2 separate regions of the Hordeum vulgare genome follow, and region 2 is linked to region 1. The links are chromatin contacts, called in public Hi-C maps. All regions are on one chromosome and are shown on one strand. The core of a region is the stretch at or near the end of the contact, and the rest is flanking DNA. Distances in the headings are between cores, read along the strand shown.

Region 1 (2,882 bases), core at 109-2,608:
TTCACATTCTGGAGGAGGTCCGGCTCGTCCCAGGTCACCTGCGCATTCACCAATTTGAGAAGTAAGCGAAACCTGTCAAGGAAGAGAAAGCAAACTGAATGATTTGTTTGTCGTGCTTTAGTGCCGGCCGTACCTGAAGAAGCCTCCACGGCGACTGCGGCCAACGGGTGGGGTGGGCGACCTGGACGCCGGCGACGGTGCCCATGAACCAGCTGATGCGGGACGAGTCCTCGGTCTCGAATGCCATCTTGAACCGCATCCCGGGGCACCACTGCACCCGCATCGCCGCTCGCACTGCTGCGGCGCGCACGCAGAACTCCGGTGTGCTGGCGCGCGGGAAGTACACGACCTCGAACGGCTGTCCACTGCCCGCCAGCCTCGCCGCCTCGACCACGTCCTCGGCGCGCACCTTGCCCCGAGTGCACGGGCTCGCATTGCCTCGCATCGGACCTGAATAGTACCGGCCCCAACCGGTTAAAGACAAGGATCCCTCCTCCGCACCGCGGAACCCGCGCTTGGCGCGCCGGATGCCCACGTGGAGGTCCCCGCCGTCGCCGCGTAGGAACACGATGGAGTCGCCGGCCACGAGCTTCTTCCGGTTCACGAACGCGCTCCAGCCCGTGGTGAGCAGGTGCCGGCGCGGGGTGCCCCGGTAGATGTGGCGGAACTTCCACGCAGTCCCATGCACGTCCTTGGCAATGACGGTCTGCACGGGCGGGTCGGCGGCGTAGTCCAGCCGCGGGAAGATGGTCTCGGCGCAGTACCTCGGTACCGAGAAACCCCCGCCGTTGTTGGCGTCGGACTGCGTCAGAGTCTTGGCGAACGACGCCGGCTTCTCCTGCTCGCCGTCAGCCGCCACCGCGGCATCATCCTGGACATTGCCATCCGCGTCCGTGTCGCCAAGTGGGGCGAGGAGGATCCTTGCGAAGACCTCGTCGGTGTGTGTGTCGGCCATGTACAGTACGGCAGCGACGCGGCAGGGCACGAGCGCTGGGACGCGCGCCGCGGAGAGATCGGCCCCAGCGTCTAGGCCAAGCGCGTGCTCGGCGTGGCCTTGCGGGAAGTAGTAGACGCTGCAGCCCACCGGCGGCACGGTGCACATGCCGCCCGCGCACGCCAGCCACAGCTGCCGGTCAACGCGCCGCTCGGCGCCCGGCGGCGGCTCCGTCAGGTCCGCGAACGTGATCATCGGGAGAGCACCAACGGCCGAGCGAGGTGGAGGGTTTTCTGGGAGTGGCGATGGACTGGTGGCGCGATGGGTGGGAATCGGAGGTAGAAGCGGAGGCGAGCAACGAACGAGTGGTGCCGTTCCTGCTGTAACTCTCACAACGAACGGCTTACGAGTCCCATTCATCAGCGAGTGGGAGACAGAGTGGCTCGACCGGTTCGTGGATATAGTCGGATGGCGCATTGCTAGGAAGCAGGGCGCGGGACCAGTGGCTACAAGCACGCCCGCACAAGTGTGAGTTTCAGTGTGTGTTAGCACTGCACCGTACTGGTGCGGGCAAGACCATCGTGGACAAACCGCCTGGTGTGTTGCTAGGATGATGTTACACTAACTCCAACTCACGATCCTCGATTTTGTTCATTTGGGTAGGGTAATTGGTCAGCATACAAAATGGTCAAGACCTAAGCTTCACATCGGTAACAAAACCAGCGGCCTGTCGGGGTCATGAAAATGATCGTGACAATAGCAGGGATACGAATGAGAGGCGAAACCTAGCTATGGCGCAGTGAATACACTCGGATGTACGAGTTCGGGCCTCATTCTGGAGTGGTAACAACCCTACATATCGAGCCGTGCGGATGATGATTTCTTATGGGGTATGTGATAGTACATGATGTTGAACCCTCAGTCAGGAGATCGGGGTGGCTTATATAGAATGCGCCACGACCGGCCGAGCCTCATTACAAGGGTGAGTTAATGCTAATAACTATGAAAAGTTACTAGAAACGGCAGCTCGAACTCCAATGTAACTCGTAACGCATGTCTTCACTGCACTTCATGTGATAGTTTAACTCTGTAGCCGTTGCAGTCCCTTCGTTGTCCACGCCTTGCTGTAGTCCGAGTGTCGGCATACATCCGACTGACACGAAACTATCCGAGTGACCTTGTGCTAGCCGAGTGAAGATATGATCGCCCGAGTAAGGTCATGATTGCACCGGTGGCTTTTGGGACGTGAATGTCCATGTAGGGTTTTAGGCAGGCCTAGAGATGCAGGTCCGTAGGACTACCCCTAATGTACAACCCCGTTAGTAGTCACCGAATCAGTTGAGGTTTTTATGGCCGAGTAGAAGGCACTCTTTGGAGCCCTCGATGTCTCATGGACGCCGAGGTTGTAGCTCGAGGCTACATCACTCGGGCTCTGAGTAAACCACTCCGGGTTCAAGAGCGAAAGATTCTGAGTGTTGGAGCATGTCGGCATGCTTCCGATCAGTAATAATTGAATACCTTTCGGGAAGATAGATTTAATGATTCGGATGATCGGAAGCTTGGGGCTCCGATTGTCCAATCGGCGAGGTAGGACACGTCCCACTCGTGCTACGGTACGGGTGATCTGATTACCTTCTTGTGTTGTTCGAATGCTTGGGATCCCACGGAAGGACTAGTGGCAGGGTATTGGGATCCCCTCATTATGCGCTGCGGATACAGAATCCATTCGGGCTATGAGCAAGGCGGTTTCTCCGTGATTTTTTGAATTGATGGAGCGCGCAGGGGTAGCGGAATCAGCGGTGACGTGGGTAGTGGAGGTAGTGAAGAGACGCCTCAATTCGCGCCCTTGAGATGTCGTTGTCGTGCTACAGGAGCGCTGTCAATGGGATCCTGCGGATCATCCTCGTGCCGACGAAGTACTTGATGGGGTATCTTCATGTAGCGTATA
Region 2 (2,882 bases), core at 127-2,626, 130 kb before region 1:
CAGTATCGTCGAGGTGTTCGAGGCCCGTGTGAACGAAAGGGTCGACCGCAACGTTGCAAGCCGATCCGGACGAGCAAGTCGGCCACGGGGTTGATGTAGATTGGACCGCAGGGGCGGACGCGGTAGAACCCACCGCGACATTGGAGGCCAGCACGGACGCACGGGTCGCACGCGGCATTGTGAGCCGGTGCATATGTGAGCACGGACAATAGAGCTGGCCGCAACGTTGGAGGTCGGTGAAGTCGCGTGAGTCGTACGCAGTGTTGTAAGCCGGTGCGGACGTGCGAGCCAAAGGGGCGGTGGCTTGCATGCAAGTCCATTAAGTAACGCGATATAGATGGATGTTGGCGTATGATTACGAAACGAGCTCTGTATAATGCTAATTTGATCATGAATAATTGCCATGCGTGAAATATATTGCAACGAGAGTAATTGTTGTCAAATAAATTAAAATGTACTGAAAATAGATAGGGTGGGCTGAGCACCTGGTATTTTATGTCGGCTGAGCACGAACGCTAGTGGTGGCTTACAAGCCTGTTCACCGGACAATACGACTCGTATGGGCACCGTCGCACGGATGGACGCTCTATTTGTGGCTTCCCTGATGATTTTGTATTCCGCATATGAATTTTGCTGGCACGGTTAGTAGTACTCATGTGTCTATCCCCTTGGTATTGAGCCTCGCATACTTCCTACGTGTTGCATCCAACTTCGTACACGTACATGCGACCGCCCTAGGGGCAGTGGTGGAGACACGGGGTGCCAGCCAGGACCCTGGCCCCCCTAACATTAGTGATTTAATCCTAGGATGAATAGTAATAGTTATTTTTGTGTGTCAAAATAGAGTTTTTTGATGGATTGACCCTCTCTAATAAGGTTTAACTATACTTGCCTCCCTTGTTCTAATTTTCTGGATCCGCCACTGCATAGGGGTGTATCCAATACATGATGTTTGGCAGCAGCCTGAACTCGTTGGCCGGGCACCAGCCTGTAAAAGGGTACCTCACCATCAACGTCCAACTAGGCACACGCCCGCTCGTAATTCCCTCCAGGCGGGAAGATGATCTCGATCGTGTTCTTCATCATCATAGTTGTCAAGGCCGGCTCCGGTGAGAAATCGAGCACGTCGTACTCGTCCTCCCTGAGCGACCAGTAAAACTTGTCGTAGCATGCCATGAGGCAAGACACAAAATGCTTCGCGAATTTGCCCCAAGGGGTCCGCACGCCGCCCAGGTTGTACATGTACCTGGCCCACCGCGATGGCGTGCCGCCGGCGTGGCAGTACCACAGGTCCGTTTCATCCGAGCCCGACTTATACCGCCCGAGAACGACGACCGTCCTGCCGCCGGGGTCCTATGGGCTCATCGGACAGCGCATAGTCGGTGCCAGACGCTAGTGACGAAGCCCACAGTGACAGCTCGATAATGTAACCATCGAAGCCGGTGGCCCGTGGGTTCCACAAGAAAGTGGCGAGCAAAGTTGGGTCCCACAGGAGGAGCTAACCAGGCAATGTCACACATCTACGCTTGTCGTGCAGCACCTCATCCATCTCTTCGCAGGGGTTGTGCACGCCATGTGAAACCGAAAACGAGAGATGGCGATGGCGACGCCATGGCCATGCATGTACTGTTGGAGAACATTGTATGGGAAATAAAATTTTGCTTCACACACAGAAGACCTATCCATGGTGATGATAATCAACGAGAGGGGAGATCGCATCCACATACCCTTGTAGATCGCTAAGCGAGAAGTGTTAAGAAACGCGGTTGATGTAGTCGAACGTCTCCGCGATCCAAATCGCAAGTCATCCCATGAACTCCATCCCGATCTAGCGCCGAGCGGACGGCACCTCCGCGTTCAGCACACGTGCAGCTCGATGACGATCTCCGCCTTCTTGATCCAGCACGAGATACGAAGAGGTAGCTGAATTCTCCGACAGCACGACGGCGTGGCGGCAATGGTGGTGGAGCTACTCCAGCAGGGCTTTGTCGTACCGTACTGTATTAGCTACGGGGTGTCACGAAGTGGTGGAGGGAGAGAGGGCTGCGCTATGGCTTGAGTGCCAAAATCCTCTCTCACATCCACTATACATAGGTGGGAGGGAGGGGTGGTCCCCTAGGGAAGAATACCTAGTGTCGTGGGTATAAGCCTGACAGTAGATGTGTAGGGTACGAATGAGATGGGCAGAGTCCTAGCTACGGCGAGGTTGTATGAGTTCAGGCCCCTCTACGGTGGAGGTAATAGCCCTACGTCTCAGTGCTCTTGGAGCTGGTTACCGAGTGTAATATGGAGTACAATGTTTTTCTAACCCTTTTACCAGTGGGGGAGGGCGGCTTATATAGAGTGCGCTGCCCTCCACAACGGTTCTGATTCAAGGGTGGAGTAGTGACGATTGAATGAATGCGTTACAGGTAACGTATGCTATAAATGCTAGTTAATGCACCCGGAAACGTACGGCAGTTTCCCTCCAGGGAGGTTACGACGAACCGAGTGTATCCAGTCGGTAGGTCTGGTGTCCTCCGAGTCTTAGTCTCCGACTGGATAATTCTGGGCCTGTTACCGACTGGATGATGGGGGCACCTTATTACAGTCGGGCATACTTAAGGTCCCGTCCCTTGCGTGGGGTAGTCCTTGGGTAGAACCTGTAGGACAGGCCTATGACCCTACCCTAGGACTATGACCCCATCATTAGTCCCCGAATGGATTGGGGTTGAAACGTCAAAGCAGTGCTCGATGCTCAGATCCGACTGGATTAGGTTCGGCTTAGGCGTTGCTTGCCTCTATCCATTCTATCTCTCTTGGCCGATGATCCGAGTGAATGTGCTCTGCAGAACGGACTGTCGGGAACCGAGTGCCTTCGCGGCATCTTTTGACACGACCGG

What was found. A called contact is a pair of places that touch in the nucleus more often than the background predicts.
Region 2: a contact with region 1 is called in a Hi-C map of seedling, with 2.5 times the contacts expected there. The contact joins the enhancer-like site here to the promoter of LOC123404596 in region 1. A contact is called at or near these places in 2 of 6 Hi-C or Micro-C datasets (leaf and seedling) and 1 of 1 datasets of contacts at active chromatin or transcription factors (embryo).

The regions. Positions count from the first base shown.
Region 1 is chr6H:379,380,472-379,383,353 of MorexV3_pseudomolecules_assembly, reverse strand. LOC123404596 (auxin response factor 8-like) reads right to left here and starts at 1,358. Exons shown (of 3, transcript XM_045098534.1): 1 at 134-1,358; 2 at 1-38. The coding sequence starts at 1,354.
Region 2 is chr6H:379,513,190-379,516,071 of MorexV3_pseudomolecules_assembly, reverse strand. No RefSeq gene overlaps it. Among protein-coding and RNA genes, the nearest start is that of LOC123404596, 130 kb to the right of the region's middle. Within about 2 kb of position 1,376, at least 3 of the 3 cell types and tissues checked have open chromatin away from gene starts, as enhancers often do. A contact at or near this core is called in leaf and seedling, where this site is marked.